Regions from separate parts of the Sus scrofa genome. Here all the other regions are linked to region 3. Evidence: chromatin contacts called from public promoter capture Hi-C data. All regions are on one chromosome and are shown on one strand. Each heading gives the region's core, a stretch centred on a gene start, on an enhancer-like site or on the middle of the called end of the contact. The rest is flanking DNA. Distances are from core to core; before and after follow the strand shown.

Evidence for each region. Promoter capture Hi-C pulls out the DNA fragments that hold promoters and counts their contacts.
Region 1: a promoter capture Hi-C map of liver shows a contact between it and region 3, with 4 times the contacts expected there. The contact joins the promoter of WDR34 here to the promoter of DOLK in region 3. A contact is called at or near these places in 3 of 5 promoter capture datasets (fetal skeletal muscle and liver), 15 of 47 Hi-C or Micro-C datasets (alveolar macrophages, blood, embryonic fibroblasts and 10 more) and 2 of 2 datasets of contacts at active chromatin or transcription factors (alveolar macrophages and skeletal muscle).
Region 2: a promoter capture Hi-C map of fetal skeletal muscle shows a contact between it and region 3, with 4 times the contacts expected there. The contact joins the promoter of ZDHHC12 here to the promoter of DOLK in region 3. A contact is called at or near these places in 1 of 5 promoter capture datasets (fetal skeletal muscle) and 5 of 47 Hi-C or Micro-C datasets (embryonic fibroblasts, epiblast stem cells, mesenteric adipose tissue and 2 more).
Region 4: a contact with region 3 is called in a promoter capture Hi-C map of fetal liver, with 2.7 times the contacts expected there. The contact joins the promoter of PTPA here to the promoter of DOLK in region 3. A contact is called at or near these places in 2 of 5 promoter capture datasets (fetal liver and liver) and 1 of 2 datasets of contacts at active chromatin or transcription factors (alveolar macrophages).

The regions. Positions count from the first base shown.
Region 1 is chr1:269,029,441-269,032,429 of Sscrofa11.1, reverse strand. It overlaps WDR34 (WD repeat-containing protein 34), which reads left to right and starts at 1,452. Exons shown (of 9, transcript XM_005660487.3): 1 at 1,452-2,106. The coding sequence starts at 1,921.
Region 2 is chr1:269,083,306-269,086,691 of Sscrofa11.1, reverse strand. It overlaps ZDHHC12 (probable palmitoyltransferase ZDHHC12), which reads left to right and starts at 1,839. Exons shown (of 5, transcript XM_021069717.1): 1 at 1,839-1,985. The coding sequence starts at 1,886.
Region 3 is chr1:269,257,872-269,261,089 of Sscrofa11.1, reverse strand. It overlaps DOLK (dolichol kinase), which reads left to right and starts at 1,606. Exons shown (of 1, transcript XM_001928919.5): 1 at 1,606-3,218. The coding sequence starts at 1,934. It overlaps NUP188 (nucleoporin NUP188 homolog), which reads right to left and starts at 1,594. Exons shown (of 43, transcript XM_021069837.1): 1 at 1,496-1,594. The coding sequence starts at 1,527.
Region 4 is chr1:269,400,465-269,403,634 of Sscrofa11.1, reverse strand. PTPA (serine/threonine-protein phosphatase 2A activator) reads right to left here and starts at 1,859. Exons shown (of 10, transcript XM_001926077.6): 1 at 1,549-1,859. The coding sequence starts at 1,579. CRAT (carnitine O-acetyltransferase) reads left to right here and starts at 2,393. Exons shown (of 14, transcript NM_001113047.1): 1 at 2,393-2,539. The coding sequence starts at 2,513.

The DNA of each region.
Region 1 (2,989 bases), core at 203-2,702, 230 kb after region 3:
AATACTACTGTAAATGAATAATTGCTGAATATCCTTGGGTCTCAATGTCTGTGCAAATCTGTAATTGTTTTTATTTTATTATTACTATTATTATTTTTTGTCTTTTTGCCTTTTCTAGGGCTGTTCCTGTGGCACATGGAGGTTCCCAGGCTAGGGGTCTAATTGGAGCTGTAGCCACTGGCCTACACCAGAGCCACAGCAACGCCGGATCTGAGCCGTGTCTGCAACCCACACCACAGCTAATGATAACACCAGATCCTTCACCCACTGAGCAAGGCCAGGGCTCGAACCCACAACCTCATGGTTCCTAGTTGGATTCATTAACCACTGTGCCATGATGGGAACTCCTGAAGCTGTTATTGTTGATTCAGGAAAAATTCCCAGAAGTAAGATTTCTAGATTAAAGAGGAGGCTCACTTTAATGTCAAATTACAGTCCAGTTTGTTAGATTTTGCCTATTTTCACTCATACTTACTTCCTGTGTTGAGCTTCCTAATAATATCCATTACTTTCTCTACTTCCTCCTAAACCCTCTGCAGGCTGGCTTTTGTTCCCACAACTCTACTGAAATTGTTTGGGGCACTGAATACCTGGGACTATCCTTCTCTTCTTGAAATATTCTCCTTCCTTTATCAGGTAAAGCAGGTCCTACTGGCCTTAGCCTTTTGCAGTCTCATTTTATGTCTAGGAAACCAAGGCCCAAAGAGGTACCAAGTCTATTAAAGGGACAAAGCACTGGTCAGGCTTCAAATCCAGGCATTCTGACTCCTACAGCCTTGAACTTCTTTTCTGAGTATGATTTTTGGAATTCTTGGTGGTGTTTGCAAATTTTTCTGTTAAGAGGGCCTCACAAGGAGAATTCTATCTGGTTCCATTTTATTTTTAGGAAGAAATTCCTGTTGCGTTCCATGCCTCCTCTCCCACTGCCCCCCCATCCCTAATCTAATCAGTCCTCAAGGCCTTGGCTGGAAAAAGGTCCTGATGAGAACTCAGTGCTGAAGTGGTGCAGAGGGGCCTCTGATTGGGCAGATTTACAACCCTCTGAGAGTTTAGGGATAGGAGGAAAGTGGCCCAGAGGACCTGGCCGGAGGACTCTTGCTAGGAGTCTCAGAATAGGGCCTTGGGCCAAGCAGCTGCCCCCGAGATCTTGGGCAAATACGATGTAGCTGATCTGGAGCAGTTACTTTTCTGACCATCAACCACCCTCATGGGACATGTAACAGCTGATTCTTCATAGAGTTAGTTTGAGGAGTTATTAGGATCAACATACAGAAAACTGTGGACTCGACCTGCTACATGATAAACACTCAATAATGGGGTAGTTGTTCGGGTCTTTAATTTTGGCTTAAGCATTTTTCTATATCCGACCTCATCTGGGCCTTTCAACTACGCAACCACACTCTGGATCTACATGTGGACATTTAAAATCGCCATTTTATTGAGGCAGAAAATGGTAAGAGGGAGACCACTTGGCTTTGAGGTGGCCGCCAACTGGAGCCATGGGGTCGTAGGGCTCTGCTGGAGCATCCGGCTGCACTGCCAGCACTGCACCTCTAAGTCCGCAACTCTCCAGCCCGCCGCGGCCGCAGACTCCCGCCCTCGTCTCTGCGCCTGGCCGCCCAGCGCCATCTTTGAAGCTGGCACTTGCGCCCTGCATCCGCACTTCCCGTCCCCCTTCTCCAGAGCAGCTGCGCATGCCCTAAGCGTGCTCCCTCTGGAGTTGGAGAATGCAAAAGTAGTACTGCTTGTCGCATCGTCGGAAAAGAGTCATTTATCTTTTCTTCTCGGGTCTTGGAAGGAGGCGCTCTGACAAATTCAAAAATGGCGCCGATAGCCTCATCTCCTCAGTCTTCCGCTCTGGAGGCGCAGGGACGAAGGTCGCGGCGGAGTGCGCCGGCGTAAGGAGGCGGGGCCGTCTCCATGGCAACCTGCGCGCTGAGAGGGCAACTCTTCCCGGCGGGAAGGGCGGGTGCTGAGGCGCTGGCGACCCGCGGGATTGCGAGTCCCGAGGGGCCCGAGCGGCCCGGGCCGCTGCAGGACGAGACCCTGGGCGTAGCGTCGGTGCCTTCGCAGTGGAGGACCGTCCAGGGCATCCGCGGGGAGACGGTGAGGGCGCGGGCTCCGCTCGGGGGGACGCGGGCGGGAGGGTGAGGGATGGCGCGCGGCCACCAGGCCAGGTTCTCGGGTCCCACCGTTTAATTTTTACATTTTAATGCACAGAAACTAACTCTTGGGATGCTCTGTCCCAATTTCCCCAGTCTTTGACTACCAACAGAAAGGGTTTTTCTTTAAAAACCTCTAAAGACCCCACTTTGTGGAGGTCTTTGTGTGAACTGCAGTTTTTAGGCATTTCAGACTGACTTTCACTTAGTAAAATGCCCGAGCTGCATCTTAAGGTCGAGATACGCCGGCTTTCGAGTACGTAGTTGGACCCAAAGCACACAGACGAGATTGTCTGAGATGAGGGCAGGGCTTCTGAGGGGTCTGGGTGTAGGTTTTGTAGGTGTGGAGAGACTTGTTCTGGCGCTGATGATTCATCAGTCGACAGTGCTGGAGCTCCGTCCTGGAGCCGTAGTTTTGCAGGGGACAGAAAATAAACAATGTCCGTTATAAATAAATTGCAGCGTGTGTTAGAGGCAGTAGTGCCATGGACAAAGGGAAAAGGGTGCGGGATTAGAAAGACCGGGTTGGGGATTTGAGGGTGGGCTGCAGGGCGGGCCTCCCTGAGAGGGTGATGTTTCAACAACAATTTGGAGGAGCGAGAGATTTAGCCAAGTGGATACCTGAGTTAGAACCCTCCAGGCAGAGCCAACTTCAGGTGCAAAGGCCCTGGGGTTGGAGCACATCTGATGCGTGAGGAGGCGGATGGGGCTGGAGAGGAAGGAGAATGGCCCCAGGTGAGGTCAGAGAGGGTAAGGAGAGGCAGGTCAGGTGTAGGACCTTGCAGATCATTGTAAGGATGTTGGCTTTTCCTCAGTAAAAATGAGCG
Region 2 (3,386 bases), core at 590-3,089, 170 kb after region 3:
TTCAGCCCCTAGCCTGATGAACTCCACATGCTCCAGCTGTCCTCCCCCGCAAAAAAAAGAGTTGCAGGTGAGAGACACTTAGCTCAAACACTTACCCTGGTTAGTCAAAGGTGGTAGGAAATTCATTGATTAATGCAGCTGGGACTCTAGCATTAACATCAGCTTCAGGCATAGTTGGATCTAGGGGCCCAATGTTGTTAAGACTGCCTCTTGCTCCCTCTTTCTGTGCCGCTTATCTCTGTGGCTCTTACAATTGGCATCCTTCTCTCCTGCCAGAGTTTCTCTCCACACAGCATAAAGCCAGCTGCCAATCGCCATTATATCCTATTCCTTATTCTTGAGATCCAAAAGAATGCCCCTTTCACGATGCACAGTTTTTGAAGGCAAGAGCCCTGCTCTGTCCCCCTATGCCTGGCAAAGAAATAGAGCTATTCTTTTCTCCTTCAAAACAAAAAAGAATGCCCCTTTCTCTCTCAGCATCTATAGAAGAGTCTCATGGAATGATTTTGATTAGGACCAATCACTGGGGATAATGAGATGGAAACCATATTTGGCATTCTGACATGCGCACTCTGCATCCCACCACCCGATGGAGTGAGGGAAACGGTTTCTCCAAAACCACACTGGATATGAAAGGGAGGTTGAGTTGACAAAAACAGCAAATGTCAGAAAAGTATCCTGCCTTGGTGGGGGCGGGGGGTGTGTGACAATCTGATGGAGAAAGATCCATCTTCCTGGACCTTCTCTGACACCTGGACTGGTGTCAGAGGGAGGAAGATGGGGGAAGGCCCTAGGGACCTCTCGGTGCAGTGTGAGCAGTGAATGATGAGGTTTCATGGCAGACAGCCTGATGCCTTGGGTTGAGCAAGTCAGGAGGGTGTGGGTGCTGCCTTAGAGTGGGGGAGACAGGATGGTCTTCGACTAGACACCATATTCCATTCTGTGATGCTCCAGCCACATCAGCGGGGGCACCATTATCATTCCCACTGCACAGACAGACAACAGAGCTTCGAGTGGTTTCAGTAATTTGCCCAAGCAAATTATAAACGGATAGGAAGAGGCAGTGCTGGAATTTCTTCTTTTTTTCTTTCTTTTCTTTTAAATTATTTTATAGCCACACCAGCAGCATGTGGAACTTCCTAGGCCAGGAATTGAATCCGAGATGCAGCTGTGACCTATGCCACAGCTGCCACAAGGTTGGATCCTTTAACCCACTCCAGGGGTAGGGGATGGAACCTGCGCCTCCACAGCAACCCGAGGCGCTGCAGTCGGGTTCTTACACGATGCCACAGCGGGAACTCCAATGCTCTGGTATTTCTGGCCCTGACCCAAGTTGGGCCTCTCATAGAATCGACACCAGGGACCTCCACTCTGCTCTCACCCATTTGCAACATCTGACGACGAATAGGGTGTCACTAAGGGGCACCAGTGGGCGACTCCTGCCCCCCTCAAGGTCTTGCTCATCACATCTTTCAACGGGACACAATTCTGCAACCTGGAGACACAATACCTGGAGATTTGAAGCGCCCAGGGAGCCGCACGCCTGCATGAGACTGTGGAATTTGGGCGGGTGGTGGAAGTCCAGTAGGATGGGATGAAGCCTCGCGACTACTCGGCTTTCGAAACTTACCTGGCTGGTGGGGGCGGGGGGGGGTTGGGGGAGTTACCGGCTGCGCGCGCGCCGGCCCCGCCCTCAGCCTCTCCAGGCACCTGTTGGCTCGAGGGCTTATTCGGCTGCAGCCGTTGCCCAATAGGTAGCCTCTCTAACCCACGACGGCCCCGCCCACCGCCCGGATCAGCCAATCCCTGGGTAACCGGGGGCCTTCTCGCTCGGAGGGCCCGCCCCTCTGGGCGCTTCTTCCGGGTGGGGCCCCGGGCCGAGGCCATGGCGCCCTGGGCGCTCCTCAGCCCTGGGGTCCTGGTGCGGACCGGGCACACCGTGCTGACCTGGGGGATCACGCTGGTGCTGTTCCTGCATGATACCGGTGAGCCGGACCCCGCGCGACCCCGGACCTACCCTATCCCGCGTGGTTCCCCTGACGTTTGAGTCTCACTGAGTCCCCTGCCGAAACCGAGATCCTGGGATTCACCCGGTCTCTTCCAGCTCCTGAGGCTCCCTCCCCATCTCTCATTCCTAGAGCCACCTACTTTCCGCCTAATACCCAGGTGATCCCTAACTAACCCCAGAATCATCCTGATCCCTGCCGGATACCCTGTCTATTCCAGGACCCACCCGGTGCCCACCAGATCCGGCCTCATCTCCTACCCACCGCCCAACCCTTCCTAGGAATTGACTCCCAAAATTCCAAGGATCAACTAGGTGAAGGACTGGCCTCCTGCTCACGCCCGTGGTCACTAGCTGCCCAAGTCCAGGCTCCCCGACCTCAGGCAAGAGAACACCCCACAGGAGAGCAGCCTGCCCCCCATGTCCTCATTCTTGATTGGTCCCCTGATGGCACTCATTCACCCACGGACCCACTCCCACCCTTACCTGCCACAGGCCAGCTCCCCCTCAAGTTCTCACCCTTCCTCACTACCACCACCACTCCCACCACACCCCAACTCCTCCTTCCTTGCTCCAGCCTAAACCCCTGGACCTGGGGCATTCCTCCCAAGACCTTCTCAGGTCTCCTCCGCTGCCTTCACCCTTTAGTCTAAAAACCTGCTCTGTCTCCCCATGCGATCCCCCTTCCTTCTCCTTCTCTGCTCCCTTTTACAACCAAGGGGCACCAGAGTTGTCCATACTCTGCTCTGGCTGTCTCCTGACCCTCCCTCCTCAGCGCCCCTATCTCTGCCAAACCTTCAGTCACCTCCATGGGCTGGATCCTTCCCAACCTGGGCTCCCCTGTTAACCCCCTGCAGCATCCAAGCCTTGTGGCCCCGCCCCCCTCTATCTCTGTCTGGGGCATCTCAGACCCACCCGTCTCTCCCCATCTCAGAGACAAACCCCTTGGACCTCTTTCCCGAACTCTCCCACACATCCAGTCAAGTCTGGCCCCTTCACCCCCTTACTGCCTCCTGTCCATCTCTCCTTCTCCACCCATCCTGCCCTTGCTTTGTCCAACCCCCCTGGGTAGGCCTCCAGGCTTCCCCTCTGATCCATCTTTACTCCAGCAGGAAGAGGGGGGTGCTTTCAGAAACAGATCTATTGTCAATCAACTATAATTTAAAAAAATTGTTTTTTAATTCTTAAAATACCAAAAAAAAAAAAAAAAAAAGGAAGAAAGAAACAGATTTGGGTGTTCCCATTGTGGCTAAGTGGGTTAAGAACCCAACATTGTGTCCATGAGGATACAGGTTGGACCCTTGGCCTCGTTCAGTGGGTTAAGGATCCAGTGTTGCTGCAAGCTTCGGAGTAGGTTGCAGATGTGGCTCAGATCCCATGT
Region 3 (3,218 bases), core at 357-2,856:
ATAACATGCTGACCAGCACAAAAAGAAAGAAAAGATTGTTCCTAAAGCAGGCTATGCACAAAGCAGGGCCTAGAAATCCCAGGTGTCATTTCTGCCACTTTCAGGTGTGAATGTGGTAGGTTCCCCCAGGATGAAGAAAGCATCTTTCAGGCAAACTAACCGCTTCCCTCTCCTTGCCCTCTCTTTCACTGAAGAACGCGCCTGGCCCTGCAGGAGCTGACCTTTACCCAAGCTCCACAAGGACTGTAAGACAAGCCTAAAAAAAGGAGAGCACAGCGACCACAATGCTGCCCGATACAAGAGCTGACATGAAAAACAGCGGAGGAGAAAAACACAAACTGCTCCAGAAATAGTTCGATGGAAATTCCAGAGAAGAGAAATCTCACTTGAAACTTTACATGATTAAAAAGTATCATCACAATGGAAAAAAAAAAAAAAAAGTCACTTGAGCAGAGAGGCGCAGGAAGTCGTACAGAGAACAAGGGCAATACTTGTCATAAATATTTACTCAGAGCCTATTCCATGCTCTTCGGAGTGTTGAGTAGTAGTGAAAAGCCAAAAAAAGTAGCGAAACACTGCAGGCACAGGGAAGAAGTGACAAGGGGACGGTTAGCCGGGAGGGTGGCCGCGAGAATGGAAGCCGCTTCGAGCTGTAAGTGGAAGATGGAAGTGTGGCGATCTGGTTACAGATCCAGAGGCAGACACACGCCTGTTCGAAGCCTCACCGGACCCCTCCGCCAGTTCTGAGTTGGGTCTATGAGTCATCTATCCGTAAAACACAAGGTGCCGCTCGGAGTCGTGGGAGTTCAAGGAGATAAAGCCATGGAAAAGAACGCGCCTCGCCAGCCCGGCGCTGGTATCGCTCCAGAAGTAAGAACTGTCTCTTTCTTTTGAGTATTTTATCTTCCCGTCCCCAAAGCCCAGTACAGTGCGTGGGGTGTCCGCTGACGGAATCAATACAGGAGAAAATGAATAGATGGATGAATGAAAGGCTGGGCGGCCCAAGAGGGCAGAAACTGCAGGAACGTGGCTCGGCGACGCCCGAAACAGACCTTCCATGGAGAGCACATGCGGGACCCTGGGGAGCGCCGCCGGGAAGGGCCCAGGAGGCTGCGGCGGGGACGGGGTGGGGGCTCCCCGGGCGACCGCGAAGCGCCCCGTCGCGCCTCGAGGGAGCGTCACGCCAGCCAGGAAGCGGGAGGGGGGCGCCGAGGGACGCGCCACGGGGAGAGGGGAAGAAGGGAAAGGAACCGGAGACCGGAGGCGGGCGCCGAGGGAAGGGGTAAGGCACCGGCCCCCTCTCCGAGAAGTCGCTTCAGATGCCCGCGCGCCGAGACCGTTTGGCCGTAACCGCCTCCATCCCGGCGCCCGTCCGCCTAGCCGGCCTTCGCCCCGCCACTGCCGCTACATCGTGCCCTCAAATCCCGCCCCGCTTCCGGCTCGGATTCGACCCGGCGCCTAACAGCCACCCCCGCTGACTCGGCCCGCTCCGCACCTCACACACGGCCCGGTGGCGGCCGCCGCCATCTTCGCGCGCGCGCGCCCTAGCCCCGCCCCCAGACGCCGCGCCCACGTGACCGCTCGCCTCCGGGGCGTGGACGGGGCTTTTCGTCACGTGACGGCGGGCGGGGCCAACATGGCGTGGCCCGGAGCGGTGAGGACTCCCGGGCGAGGGCGGTCGAGTCAGTGAGGGAGTCGGTGGAGGAGCGACACCTACGCTTGAGGTGGGAGACGTTGGAGCGTGACCTGACGCCAGCTCCTTGCCTGCACAGAGTGATCATTCAGTGGCGCTTCCCTTCTGGCAGCAGGAGAGCGGATAGAGAACGTGCTGGCTGGGTGAAGCTACCGCTCTGTGCCTGGCGAGGATTGAGGAGCCCAGAATCCAAGGCATCTCCAGTCACCCGGGTTTCCCCGGGGTCCCAGATCTAGAGACATGACCCGAGAGTGCGCTCCTCCGGCCTCTGGGTCCGGGGCTCCGCTGAGCGGGTCCGTGCTGGCAGAGGCAGCGGTGGTGTTCATAGTGGTACTGAGCATCCACGCAGCAGTGTGGGATCGGTACTCGTGGTGCGCCGTGGCCCTCGCCGTGCAGGCCTTCTACGTCCAATACAAGTGGGACCGACTGCTACAGCAGGGAAGCGCGGTCTTCCAGTTCCGAATGTCCGCAAACAGTGGCCTCCTGCCCGCTTCGGTGGTCATGCCTTTGCTCGGACTGGTTATGAAGGAGCGCTGCCAGGCTGCGGGGAACCCATACTTTGAGCGCTTTGGAATTGTGGTGGCGGCCACTGGCATGGCAGTGGCCCTCTTCTCGTCAGTATTGGCTCTGGGCATCACTCGCCCGGTGCCCACCAACACCTGTGTCATCTCGGGCTTGGCTGGAGGTGTCATCATTTATATCATGAAGCACTCTCTGAGTGTAGGCGAGGTGATAGAGGTCCTGGAGGTCCTGCTGATCTTCGTCTACCTCAACATGATCCTGCTGTACCTGTTGCCCCGCTGCTTCACCCCTGGAGAGGCTCTGCTGGTATTGGGTGGCATCAGCTTCATGCTCAACCAGCTCATTAAGCGGTCTCTGACTGTGGTGGAAAGCCAGGGAGACCCCTTGGACTTCTTCCTGCTGGTGGTGGTGGTAGGGATGGTGCTCATGGGCATCTTCTTCAGCACCCTCTTTGTTTTCATGGATTCAGGCACCTGGGCCTCCTCCATCTTCTTCCACCTCATGACCTGTGTGCTGGGCCTTGGCGTGGTCCTGCCCTGGCTTCACCGGCTCATCCGCAGGAATCCCCTGCTCTGGCTTTTTCAGTTCCTCTTCCAGACGGAGACCCGAGTCTACCTCCTGGCCTACTGGTCTCTGCTGGCCACCTTGGCCTGCCTGGTGGTGCTATACCAGAATGCCAAGCGGTCATCTTCTGAGTCCAAGAAGCACCAGGCCCCCACCATTGCTCGGAAGTATTTCCACTTCATTGTGGTAGCCACCTACATCCCAGGTATCATCTTTGACCGGCCACTGCTCTACGTGGCCGCCACCGTGTGTCTGGCGGTCTTCATCTTCCTGGAGTACGTGCGCTACTTCCGCATCAAGCCCCTGGGCCACACGCTTCGGAGCCTCCTGTCCCTATTCCTGGATGAACGAGACAGTGGACCGCTCATCCTGACCCACATCTATCTGCTGCTAGGCATGTCTCTTCCCATTTGGCTAGTCCCCAGGCCCTGCACACAGA
Region 4 (3,170 bases), core at 610-3,109, 140 kb before region 3:
GGCATGTGGAAATTCCCAGGCCAGGGGTCAAATCGGAGCTACAGCTGCCGGCCTACACCACAGACACTGCAACACAGGATCCAAGCAAGTCTGCAGCCTACACCACAGCTCAGGGCAACGCCAGATCCTTAACCCTAGATCCTTAATCCACTGAGCGAGGCCAGGGATGGAACCCATCATCCTCATGGTTCCTAGTCGGGTTCGTTAACCACTGAGCCACGAAGGGACCTCCTCATCTTACTGATAACTCTGGTTGCCTTATATATCCTGAGATCATTACTAGAATTCCTAAAGCACATGCACAGAAATTTTGTTAACAAAATAAATGTCTGGTTTCAAATGCTCTAACAGACCATACCCAGCTTTTTGTTCATTGATTTGGGGCAGGGGGCGGGGAATATCTCTTTTGATCTTTAAAATGTCTCTGTCCTGAGACCTTCCCAGGGATCACAAAAGGTGAGACACAGAAGGAATATTGAATGGTTTCAAAACATTAGGTGTTTTTGAAATAGCTGTTTGACCAACCTATCTGCAACCTCTTTAAACATTAGCTACCAAAAGAAATTTTTTTAAAAAGTTATCTACTATCAGTCCTTCTAGCTCAAGTTAGGGTGGCAAGAGTGGTCAGCAAACTTCCTTCCATTTCCCCAAGTTTCCGCTCTAGGAGAATCGTTCCCCAAGCTTCTGCTGTGGGGCAACAGACTCGAAACGTGTAGGAAGTGCTGGCACGTAGGTTCCATCCCCAGCCTGGCACAGTGCCTTAAGGATCCCGCGTTGACACAGCTGCGGCTTGGGCCGCAACTGCGGCTTGGATCTGATCCCTGGCCCAGGAACTCCATAGGCTGCCAGGCGGCCAAAAAAAAAAAGAGAGAGAGAGACAGAGAGAGAAAATCCTTTCCCTGGCCGCTCCATCCCAGCTATTTGAGATGAATTAAAAAGAAACCTCGGTGTAAATAAAAGTTACAGATGGTGAGACCAGAAAGAGACTCAGCTCCTTGCACAACCAGTCTTTCTAAATTAATAGTTTAGACGATCCAGGGCAGTAACTTCTTGGTAACTTCTCAGCCCCTGAATCTCCGGTGCCAGGCCTCCGAGGAGGAGAGGGGAGATGAAAGAGGGGTGGTCAGGGAGTCGGGGAGGCGGGAAAGGGGGTCCGGGCAGGCCCAGGCCCAAGGAGCACCAGGGTCTAATAAAGACAGCAGCCCCCACCCCCGACAGCTTCCCCACTGGGTCAAGAGCTGACAAACACGCGCAGCCCAGACGTGGAAAAGGCCACCGGACCGTCCACCCGACCCTCGGGCGGCTCAAGCTCCCCAAGTCCTGGTATTGCGCCCCTCCCAGCACCCCTTTTGCAGCCCTGGGTTCCTGCCCCCCACCTCCAGGTCCCCCCAGCCCTTCCCCCTCGGGGCCCCAAGAGCGTCGCTCATCTCTCTCAACCGTCGGGCTGCAGAGCCCCCCACCCCCCACGCCATCCCCGCCCCCAGACCCAGCACCGCCCCCGCGTCCCCGCGCCCCCACCCCGCAGCGGCCCGGCCCGTCCCGTCCTACCTGGCGGCGACTGCCGCTCGCCCTCAGCCATCTTCCGCCCGCCAGGAGCCGGCCCGGATGCCTGCAGTCCCCTCTCGCCTTTCACCCCCGCACCTTCCCTGCCCTTCCCGGGCTCCCCTACGCGCTCCGAGCTTTCTGAAGAGAAACGAGCACTGGCTGGCTAGAACCGAAAACCGAGAATTAAAGTCACCCCAGCGAAGACGACCGCCATGTTGGTGCGGGGCACCCAGGGAGCATGCCCAGCAACGGCCGGCTCGCGGCGGTCGCGCTCACTCCGAGGCGGCGGCCATGTTGGTGCGGGGCACCCAGGGAGCATGCGCACCGACGGCCGGCTCGCGGCCCGACGCGCCAACTGCCTGCCGGGAGGGCCCTGGGAGCGCGGCAGCCATGCTTTTGCGGGGCGGTCCCCACCTGTCATCTCGGAGCGTGGCTCTGACCCAATCCCGAGGACTAGTGGAAGACAGTCTCCTGTCGGTATGGTTGTGTTTTCCTAGCACTTTGAGAGCAGCGCTCAAGGACACCAAAGGGACTGAGAGGGGTGCACACCGCTGCCTCCAACAATTTGGACGGCTCATGGAGGCGGGAAAGGGCAAGGTGGACGGCGGGCGCCGCTGTGCGCCTCTTGGGTTCCACCGCCTAGCGGTGAACCCACCTGCAGGGGGCCCGGGCCCCGCCCCCGGCGCCGCCCCCGGCCCCGCCTCCCGGGCCGCCCAGCGCTCGCGGCTAGAGGTCGGCGTTCGCCGCCCGCCGAAGGCCCCGCCCCAAGAGTCCGCCTCCCGCGGGCCGCCTGCCGGCCGCCGCCCGGCGGGGTGGGTGGGCGCGGGGCCGCTTCTACCCGCCGGCGGTGGTGACTCGGCGATCTTGGACCGGAAGGGTCTAGTGGGGACCCACCTACAGCCGCGGCGCGGACTTTGACCAGCGCCTGGGGAGGAGCGGACAGTGTGTCCCTGGGCAGGCCGCCGAGATGTTATCCTTCGCTGCCAGGACCGTGGTGAGTGCGGCGGGGAAACCGGCCTGGTGGACCATGGACGGGACGGGTGGGCCGCGGGCCGAGCCACCCGCGCAGCTGCGCCGGAAAGGGGAGGACACAGGCCGTAGAGGCGACGCGGCCCAGCGGCCGCGGTCCAGTCCGGCCAGCAGCTGCTGGGAAGGGGTCAGCAGGTGGATTAATCCCGTCTGGCAGAGGGAGAGACTGAGGCTCAAGGTCAGAGGCTGGATCGAACCCACACTTTGTGGCGCTAAATTTCAATGACCCGGAAAAGATAACGCCCTGGCCTCAGGCAGCACCTCCACCCGTAGCCAAGGAACCGAGAGAGACCAGGAGTGTCTCTCAGAGATTATTCTCTCACTCACTCACTCACCTGTCCCATGCTCAGCCTGAGCCATTTCTTCCCGGCCAGAGCCACTTCTCCAACTCCCTGCAGTTAGTCACCTTCCCTGGGCTTATCAAACGGCCCCTGGGGAATTGTGTGTGGTCAGAGACACTCCACTGAAGGCATCAAGCTGGGCTGCTCAGAAAGTCCTCCCAACTGGCAGAGGGCGGCAGGTGGCAGCCCCATTCCCCCCCCCCCCCCGCGTGCCACCAGTCTCTTCCTCAACTTGACTTACAGCTACATCCCCCC